Linked DNA regions of Mus musculus: region 1 is linked to region 2. The links are chromatin contacts, called in public HiChIP or PLAC-seq maps. All regions are on one chromosome and are shown on one strand. The core of a region is the stretch at or near the end of the contact, and the rest is flanking DNA. Distances in the headings are between cores, read along the strand shown. Region 1 overlaps Camk2d (calcium/calmodulin-dependent protein kinase II, delta). Region 2 overlaps Camk2d (calcium/calmodulin-dependent protein kinase II, delta).

Region 1 (5,098 bases), core at 1,015-3,514, 130 kb before region 2:
TGAAACAGGTAATGTGTGAAAGAGCAGTGATGCCCAGGAATCACAGCGATTTCGCTTACCTGCTACCCAGGTAAAATGTCGCTTTTACTGTATTTACAGTATACACAGTAGGCAGTGTTAGAAGCTCAGACAGTCTCTGAATCCAGCCCCTACTGCTTGACAAATATGTGCTATTCCATGGCACTCTGCCAGTGGAAATGCCCGGGTGATAATCAGAGGTCACAGCTTTATTTAACACAGTCACACACACCGAATGGGAGGAGACAGACTGTCCTCCCGTGACTGTTCAGCAGCCCTCTGGAGTCCAATCTTGCCTTTAAAAGGTGGGGCTCACCAAGTGGCTTAAAACAGGTCTCATCTTTCATCAAGGGCTTCTAATTTTAAATTGCTGCATGCTAAATTTTCTCTGAACTGTCACCTTGAAGCTCCACCCACTTCGTTCGGATGAACCACTGGTTTTTGATGAGAATTTCCCAGGGCTGTGACTTCCCTGTGTACACTCTGATATGCAGCCTGCACAGGATGCACAGCAATGAGAACGGAATCATCAGCCGAATAAAAGCCTCCATTATCAAGTTTTGGTAGGTTTCATGTAAGAAATTAATCTAAAATATTCTAATATAACTGATACTGCTCTCGGTGATAAAAATAATTCCCTTAGAGAAATTAAAATCAGAATAAATAATTTCCTGGAATAACAAGCAAGAATTCTTCTTTAATGCTACTGTGAAATGCCCTGTAGTGGCATTATGATGAGACAAAACCCACAATAGGTGACATCACACTCATTTACATCTATAAAGGAAACTCATCTCCTTTACAGAGTAGGATTCTCCTGATAACTTTTCCCGGATCCAACATTCTCTAGGAACACTGCCAGCAGGAAAACCCAACCTATTAGCTGCTGTTGAAAGCACTCATGGTTTGAAATGGGACCACTTGGGGATAAAGAATGCAATTTTCGTTTTTATTACTACCGTTAAATGCATATAAAACAAGGGCACAGACAAAATGCACTGACAAAAGCAGGTATCTAACTTGTTTCTTGGTATTTATGTTACCTGGACATGTCCTTTATTCCTACCACGTGCTAATACACGTGGACTAAAGATGGGCATGACAGACTGAGTTAGGGGACTCACACAGGGCGACTGTGTAAGTTGGAGGTCTGGAGAGGACAGAGGACAGATGTTCCTGGGCTTCTTCCCGGGTCCTGATGATCAGGGCAGAAAATCCTGTATAGGCATGTGCTTTTATAACAAGCCTCCTAATTCTGATGAAGCAGCGAAAGGGTGAGTAAGCAAAGAGCCTACTTATTCTCATCTAATGAAAGCAAATCTTGACTGTCACTGTTGCTCCATCCATAGAAATGCATGCATACTTCAAGACCAGTCATGAGCACTGTGGTTTATTAGGTACTAGTTAGGAAGGTGTTTTTCATCCTCTAGACTCCCTGATCTCTTTCAGCTTACCCCCAGTTGCTTCATCATACACAATTGCATCCGCTCCCACCCCTTCTTCTCTGAAACAGTATGATAGGAAAGAAGTCGATACAATTCAAAACTGTGTTTGTTTCCATAGAACTCAGAATTTTTAAACTACAGTAACACTTATCAAGTGCTATTCTCCCTCAAATACTTCTTTGGCAAAGTTTACACCAACAGAGCTATTTAATTCTTCTGGACAATGTGTGATATTGTTATTTTGGTCAAAACAATCAACAAAATTAAGGTTCCAAGAAGCAAAGCAGACTGCTCAAAATTGGAGTAGAAGTAATCGGCAGAAGGGCAGGTCAAACCTACACACTTGATTTCAGGGCTCTGCCTCCTGCTTTACAGCCACAGCACTGGTTCCATATGAATAACAACTGAAGTGGAAAAAGCCACATTAGCATACACAAACAGAATCAAACAAAAGCTGATAGTTACCCCAGACCATACCAGGGGAGGCCTCCTCATATCCTTCCTATTCTATGCTGGGCTGATTTCCCCCTCTAATGTTTCCTCTCTAGTCTCCTAGTTTCTCTTTCTTGCTTTTGCTTCTGGTTTAACTAAGGATTTGTAGCCAAAGGGACTATGTGTGGCTTATGGAGGAAAGCAAGAGGTTCCTTGACAGGATTTTGGCCATCTCAGAGAAACACACAACATGGGGGATGGGGGTGGAGGAGCTTTCTCTCCTAGGGGAAGCAGTGATGGCTCAGTCGCTAATTCCAGAGCCTGCTGAGGCTGGACTCATAGGTGAGTCACTCTCTCTCTCCTTGTCCAAGCAGGACTCAGCAGATGCTGTCCTTGCTCATCGCCTCACTTTGGCCAATGATACAGCTCCAGACTGTACCAGTTATTTTGAACAACTCCCAGTTAAATCTGATGTGTTCATTTACTAATCACCTGACAGTTTTCCATTCCAAGGCAAAATAAAATAAATTAAATAGTTTGCTTGTTCGTTATCTATGGATTAACACCAAGCACTGTTTGAATTTAAAAACTCAAAAATTGAGTAATACATAGGCAATAATAAAAAGATTATATTTTGTTATAATTAAACATGTTACTTAAGGCTTGAAGATGCACTTCTAGAGTGATCTTTTTCCCCATAAACATCACTCTTTGTTCCACTCAAGCCTTTTGCATATTCATTTGTATATACACACAAAGAACCTTTACATTTACAAACATATATATATTATGGGATGCATGTATATAAATCATATATAGACTTTGCATATGATAAAACATACCCTGTTATTAATAGAATTCATAGATGTTATATAATTTCATAATGTTTTTAATATTGCTGTATGCATCTATGGTGGTTTGAATAGTAATGTTCCCTCCCAATAGGCTCATATACTTGAATGTTTGGTCATTTGAATGTTTGTTGGTGCTACTTGAGAGGAATTAGGGGTGTGGCCTTGTTGGAGTAGGCGTGGCCTTGTTGGAGGAAGTGTGTCACTGGAGGGTGGGCTTCTGGGTTTCCAAAGCTCAAGCCTGGCCTACAGTTTCTCTTCCTTTCCTACTGCCTGCAGGTTAAAAGTTTAACTCTCAATGTCTCCAGAACTATGTCTGTTACATGCTGCCATGCTCCCTGCCATGAAGATGATGAAGAAAACCTCTAAAATTGTAAGCCAGCCCTAATTCAATGATTTCTTTTACAAGCATTGCTATGGTCGTGGCATCTCTTTGCAGCAATAGAACAGTGACTATGACAACATCTTCAGTCCTTTCAAACTTCAGCACAGAAAGCCATGAATGGCTCACAAGACAGTTAGGTGAGTAAAGGCAGTAGTGTTCAAGGCTGATGCACTAAGTTTGGTTCTTGGGATCCACAGGATAGAAGGAGAGAATTAGTTCCTCCAAGTAGTCCGCTAACCAGCACACACGAACTCCCAACCACTCTGTCACACAGACATGAATGTATGAATAAATAAATGTAATTTTTTTTTTTTTTTGGTTTTTCGAGACAGGGTTTCTCTGTGTAGCCCTGGCTGTCCTGGAACTCACTCTGTAGACCAGGCTGGCCTAGAACTCAGAAATCCGCATGCCTCTGCCTCCTGAGTGCTGGGATTAAAGGCGTGCGCCATCACACCCGGCTAAATGTAATATTTTTAAAGGCAATAAGGAGAAGAAAATCCATCCAGCAGAAATCCATGGAATTATTTGAGTTCCTATGATAATGACTGAACTAAAAATGCTAAGCTTTGGCTTTATAATACACTTCAGCATAAAGACCATCACCCAGGAAAAATAGTAACAATTACCAATTTTTATTGGTAAAGGTAACTTTTAAATATTGTTTCTCATATTAGAAAAGAAGGTTTGATGTTTCGATCAAGTCTGATAACCAGCACCCATCATTCCCTGTTCTGATTCTCCATTTTGGCAATTCCATTTTCTTCTCTTCCAAGGTAGTTTTGTTCTTGGCTTGTTTTCTGGCATCCTCTCATCTTCTGTAGTGGATTTGGATCTTTTACCTATTTGAATTTCATTTCTGCTGAGCTAACTGCTCTCCATTTCTCCATTGCAAGCCATTTCCCCCTACTCTTGTCCCATGTGGCCTACCCTGCTTAAGTAGCGCACTTCTAGATCAATGGGCTGACAATTAATTCCTCTGGTCACATTAATTGGTTCAAAGAGGGAAAAATACAAGTCACATTTAATATGACTGTTGGTAGTCACTGCACATAGACTCTGGAGTGAGACTTACTGCTGTGTGGTAAGGATCTTTGAAGAGCTGGGGAAAGAGAAACCATGATCAGAATATATTGTATGGAAAAAAAGCATTTTCAAAAAGAGCTCTAATCGCTAAATTGCAGGAGGCATGTGATGAACAGCTATACTGATAAACAGAGAAAGCATATGGGTCCAGCTAAACTTCAGTAGCCTATCATTGGGTGTTGAGATCAAGTATATTTATGAATATTTCAATTACTTAAGAGAATATATATATTTTAACGCAACAGCCTAGGTTGTGAGGCTCAGTTTATCTCTTCTTTCCCCAAGATTAGGGTGAGTCAGTTGGATTTTGTTTGGATAACCTAGGGTTCCCCACCTAATTCAATAAATAAGTTTTCTGGATTTTGTTTGAATAACCTAGGGTTCCCCACCTAATTCAATAAATAAGTTTTCTCCAGTACTAATGACTGAAGGTCTGTAACAACATCAAGTGGTTACAGAAAACTTCCTTGAACATTTGCATGTGAACCAAACATAAGGATGAAATTGAAGTGGAATGTCCATTGGTAACAAAACAAAACAAACAAAGAAAAGCAAAAGAAATGGCAGCACTGTGGTGGCCCACAGCACATGTGTGTCAAACTCAAGTAAGTCTAACTACTTCTAAGGTGACCTCAGGCATATAAGCCACTTCTTCTGTCTCAAGCTCTCCAACATAGATCAGAATTACCCCAACATTATAGAGTTATTATAAACAACAAAATCGACAATTATAATAGTTTGGGAAAGAGTAGTCATTATTAACTATCCAGCAAATGCTAGCTTTTATTAAGGCCAGGAATTCTATTACAAAAACTAAATAAATTCCCCACGATACATTATCTCAACAAGCGCTATTCAATAGCACTCACTTATACTTCCATGTG
Region 2 (5,077 bases), core at 1,037-3,536:
TCAACCCTACTGACCCACTCCTGCTAAGCAATGTCCTGGATGTCCCCTTCATGTGTCATCCAGACAATTAAAACAGGTGAGGTGGGTGGGATAAGGCATCAACTATCTCCAGGACAGAACATTTGTACCGGGTTACTGATCAGAGGACCACGGAGATTCTAACCCACGTAATCACTTTTGCTCCCATAATCGAGCTGCTGTTGCAGCAGGTAACTGTGTCATCTGTCCCTAGACTCTGGAAGGAATGTGAGGTGTGTGAGGAAACGGCTCTGATGAGGCACTGAAGGGAGGCAGACAAAACAGCACTGGGAACAAGAATCCTGTAGGCTGTCCCTGACCTTTGTTCCAGAAACACCGTGGACCTTTCGATCCTTGAATGGAAGCTGCTACATAAGCACTAGTATGAGCTTTAAGGATTTCTCAGAGACTCGTTTCTCACTTCCTCCTTTCTTCCCCGCTAGGCTTATTATAGACAATCTGAATAAATCATTTACATGCTAAGGAGAAAAGAAATTGTACTTTCAAAGCTACGTGTTATTTTTAAAGCTGACCCTGTGTGTGGTCACTGTTTTTCTAATGCCACTGTTTCTAAATTTCGGGTTGATTTCAATTATTTAAAAACATACTTTAAAACATTCTATCTATAATAGCGTTTTTTTAAAGATTACAAAAAATCAACAAATGTTAGTTTCCATTTTTAGAGTCATTATGATGTAAAACATAATGGTCTCAGTGTCCCGTGGCCATCCCTGATCCTGCTATGATGCTGATGCCATCTCTATTTGCCATTGAAGAATTACAGGCATTTAGGATTATCACAGTGGGGGAACTACGCAGACAGCAGACACTAGTTGTCTGCCAGTGTGAAGCATTACAAATGTTTTTCCTTCAAACAAAATTAAGTAAGATTAAGTCAAATTTCCCTCTCCTTTTTCCTGAGCATATAAGATATACATAGAGAGCAATAGGCAAAGTTAACACTAAGAAAATTATTTCCAAAACTTATTTCCAAAATTAGATGCAAGTGGGTCTTGATTCTACTTATGTTTGGAGGACAGGGTTGGGCATGGGCAATCAAATGCTACTTGCGGAAATAGAATTTCTCTAATCCTTCCAGGAGCTGTGTCAATTTTGACTCACTGTCCTTTAAGTTGACAGATGGCCTTCTGCTCTGTTCCCAAAGCTCTTTCCTCACACTGCATTGCCTCACCCTGACTTGATACAAGGGTTTAAGCCTAGTCTGACCTTCTTATGCCTTATTTGGCTAACAAGGGAGGCCTGCTTTTTATTCTGAAGGAAAAGAGAGAAGTGGAGCTGGGAGAGAAAAGGAGGAGGAAGAGGAAGAGGAAGAGGAGGAGGCTGGGAGAAGTTGGGGTTGGGTGAAGAAAAACTTCGGACAGATGTATTTATTGAAAACCAAAAACGAAAGGAAAAAAAAGTCAAATTACTATGAATTACATATTTGCATTGAATAAAACAGTGATCTTTCTTTCTCCTTTAAGTGCAACCATGAAAACCTTAATATGAATAAAAGTCAAAGCTCTTACATATTTTTTTTTTACGATTTTTAAAAACAGAGGAAAATTTACATGGCTAAGCCAACCTACAGAGATTAAATGTTTAAACTAAAGTTACCTAAGGGAATGAATGATTTTTTTCATTATTTAAGTGATTCAACACTGTGGAATAAACTGTGTAACTCTCAGTTTCTTAAAAAGAGAGAGAGAAGAAGGCAGCAGTTGAGTGCAGTATGCACAGATGTGACATTAAAGGCTCTGGGTCCCTAAACATGTATTAGCAAAACTACAGGAAAACAGACTCTGCAAAACATTTATTCCTCTACGTAACTGTACAGACCAGTGCTAGTCTTTTAGACACAAGAATCTGGTGTTGAGTGGCATCCTATTGGTTAGATGTCCTAGTCACTTTTGGCTTTAAGTAGACCCCTCCAATAATTTTCACAACAGTCACAACATACACTGCAATCTCCAGTAACACTCCATAACACTTGACTTTAAAAAAAATACTCTAATTATTTTTAACACTCCATAACACTTGACTTTAAAAAGAAATACTCTATTTTCAAGTCCTTTGTTTTTTACTTAGTGGCTCTTATGGGGTTTGTATTTTGCCCCAAGGCTACATAAAACAGAATGAGGGGTTGATAAGCAGTTTGCTGTGGCTCTCTTATCAGCTGTTTACCCCTAATGACTCAGGGCTATAAATCTCGGGATCAACCTTCCTTCCTTCCTTCCTTCCTTCGTTCCCACAGAGCCTGCCACTTCATGATTCACTCTCAGAGGGTGAAAAGAATTCCAACTCCCTTCATCGGGCTCTGCAGGCTTTCATGACCACCAAACCATTCACTGGCACTTTCTGATTTGATTGTTCCTCACGAGTAGTTTCTCGTAATGTCCTATCTGTTGGTGTCCTATCTGTCTATTCAACATTGCTTATTTTCAAAACCCAGTGCAAACACCGGCTCCTTGGAGACGTCTCCCTGACCTCTCCATAGAGCTCAGAACCCAGAGCTCAGTACCAGCAGCCCCAGTGCTAATTCAGTTTCCTCTGGGTCCGTTCACCTTGAGAGGAAAGACTTTGCCTCTCCCTCTTTAGTTATCTGTCAGAGGGAGGGGGCTTGGCAAGGACAGTTTTTCTTTTTTCATTAAGATGAAATTGAAAGTTAGAATGTAGTTCTTCAAAATTCAATTTAGGTATCATACTGTAATTAAATGTCCTCAGTGGAAATGGACAAAGCCTCCAGGAAGCAACGTGACAAAGAATTCTGAAAACACTTAACTCTGTGTCTCAGGACTTCTCCTCCTAGGTGAATCCTACCTAAGACCCAGAAGTCTGAAACACTTTACAAAGGTGTGCTTTCAGTTCTATCTATTATCTTCCGCAGTAAAGGGCACAAGTTAACAGAAAGATGCATGCAACCCTATAAAATAACCAGCTGGTGTTCACTTCCTCGGCGAAGCAGGGTGCAGTTCTTCAGAGTTCAAAGGAATTTCCACAACACAGGGATGTGTTGTAATTTTAAGTAAAACTGGAGACCAAAATGTCCAGTTTGAAAGAGAGAAAGAGGGAGTGGGCAGCCAAGGAAGTAGGTAGGTTAGGGGGAAAGGCAGGGGCCAGCTGGGAGGGCTCAGCAGATTAGGGAACTTTCACACAAGCCTGACAACCTGACCTTTATCCAGAATTGCTGCCAGCTGTCCTCTAACCTCCATATACAGGCAAAGTCATTTGCCCACACGTAACACAAAATAAATAAATGAAAATAAAATTTTATAATAAAAAATTACGAACTTTGAAAAGAAATAAAGAAATGAAAAAAAAAGGTTATCAGTGCTTGCTTGGAAAGACATAAATATGTCCCTTTTTAGTTTTTCTGTACTTTTCTAAAGTCTAGATTAGTATAAGTATTGTATGCTATAATTCATTTTACATGCATCTATAAAAATTAAAAATCTCTCCCTGAAGTACTGTCAAAGTTTATAATTACATTTCATAATTTGTAGTTTATAAATTGAAAGTGTATAAATACATTTTAAAGTGAGCATGATGATGATGATGTGAGTTTGGCAGTATTGAACCGGGGCTAAGAGGCACGAAAGTGCTACCACACCCCATTAACAACCGTTGTGTAACAGAACAAGGGGAGACTACCAATGAGAAATTTCAACAAGTTTGCTCAGAAAAAGGACAGGATTAGATAAAACTCCATCCAACAAGGCCGGATGTGTACCGAGAGAACTGAGGAAATAATTCGGGAATCAGCAGTTAACTTGCGACGTGACTGGGTGCAGTCTGACATAAAGCCCCACCAGCCCCACTGTCACTCGCCCCCGCCTCTCTAAGACACAGCCTGTCATAGGTTCGTTTCCCCACTCATTCAACAGTGACAAGAGCTTGTGATGCTATAATCACCGCAGCCGGCAGATTTTAAGATAAATTAAGGATCTCCACAGGGAACCTCAAAACTGCCACATATATAATTGTAGTAGAAAGGGAAATGGAAAATGTGCAGCAAGCCATTCAAATGACAAAAGACTGAAGGAGGGGGGAGGCCCTTCTGGGTAGAGAGAGGTGACATCATAGGAGAGGTACCACCTGAGCTGGGTCTTAAAGGAGGAAGAGTTCGTTCTACACTATTTGGAATGCTCAGACTTCCCATTCCATCCTTGGGTGGTACCGGACTTCGCCCTTTCTCTCAGCACAGTAGCCCTGATGCCAGTACAGCTATCTCTTCCTGATCTTAAAGCACTTCCTCAAAGGCCTTATCTCTTAACAGCCCTCTCACAATTCTGTATTCTCTAGGTCGGCTTCCACCCCAGTAGAGCTGGAAATACTAGATCAGAGTTTGTCAACCTCTGGGTCCTGTCCCTTTTCACAGGGTCACGCAAAACCATCGGAAAATATAAATATTAACATTATGATTAGCAATTAGTAGCAAAATGTCAATTAAGAAGTAGCAATAAAAATAATTTTATGGTTAGGGGGGTGGGGGCGGGGGGGGGTCACCACCACATGAGGAATTGGGTTAGAGGGTCTTAGCCTTAGGGAGGCCGCTGTACTGGAGGATAGAAACTGTCTACTGCGAGGGCAGGAAGTAGTCAAGTTACTCAGAACAAGTCACTGCCATAGGGTCTCAGGAGTGATTGAATAGAGTGTGTGTTTATGTGTTAACAATGTAACAACTGTCAGCCAGCAAGTCTGCTGGGGAAGCTATTGAAAAGGGCTGTAGAGCAAGATGGAAACTGGACTCCTATTGGAATGAATCGTTACAAACACCAAAGTGACAGAGACTACGTGGACCTGAGGTAAGAAAAGGACAAGCACAAGTGCTTGGAATGTTCCAGAGATGCGGACACCACCTGGGGAAGAGAGCAGTAGTGGGTGACATACTTCCTAGGCACAGCCCTCCAAATACCAGAAACTGTCTATTTCCTCCATTAAAGCTTCAACCTTCAACTTTACAAAAATAGCATAACAGGTCATAACTCAGCCATGCACAGAATGACATGTTTGATCAACTTTCTCTTGCTATATTAATTCTTAAAAAAAAATTGAAGTT

What was found. HiChIP or PLAC-seq counts read pairs in DNA pulled down with a chosen protein or histone mark.
Region 1: a contact with region 2 is called in an H3K4me3 HiChIP or PLAC-seq map of bone marrow-derived macrophages, with 3 times the contacts expected there. The contact joins two enhancer-like sites. A contact is called at or near these places in 1 of 15 datasets of contacts at CTCF or cohesin (the NIH/3T3 cell line), 6 of 484 Hi-C or Micro-C datasets (B cells, bone marrow-derived dendritic cells, cortical neurons and 3 more) and 4 of 115 datasets of contacts at active chromatin or transcription factors (bone marrow-derived macrophages, heart atrium, microglia and 1 more).

Annotation. Positions count from the first base shown.
Region 1 is chr3:126,741,742-126,746,839 of GRCm38.p6, reverse strand. The region is part of intron 4 of Camk2d (calcium/calmodulin-dependent protein kinase II, delta); the gene reads right to left. Among named protein-coding and RNA genes, the nearest start is that of Gm15551, 75 kb to the right of the region's middle. Within about 2 kb of position 2,264, at least 46 of the 459 cell types and tissues checked have an H3K27ac peak or open chromatin away from gene starts, as enhancers often do. A contact at or near this core is called in B cells, the NIH/3T3 cell line, bone marrow-derived macrophages and 1 more, where this site is marked.
Region 2 is chr3:126,609,065-126,614,141 of GRCm38.p6, reverse strand. The region is part of intron 2 of Camk2d (calcium/calmodulin-dependent protein kinase II, delta); the gene reads right to left. Among named protein-coding and RNA genes, the nearest start is that of Camk2d, 15 kb to the right of the region's middle. Within about 2 kb of position 2,286, at least 122 of the 459 cell types and tissues checked have an H3K27ac peak or open chromatin away from gene starts, as enhancers often do. A contact at or near this core is called in B cells, the NIH/3T3 cell line, bone marrow-derived macrophages and 1 more, where this site is marked.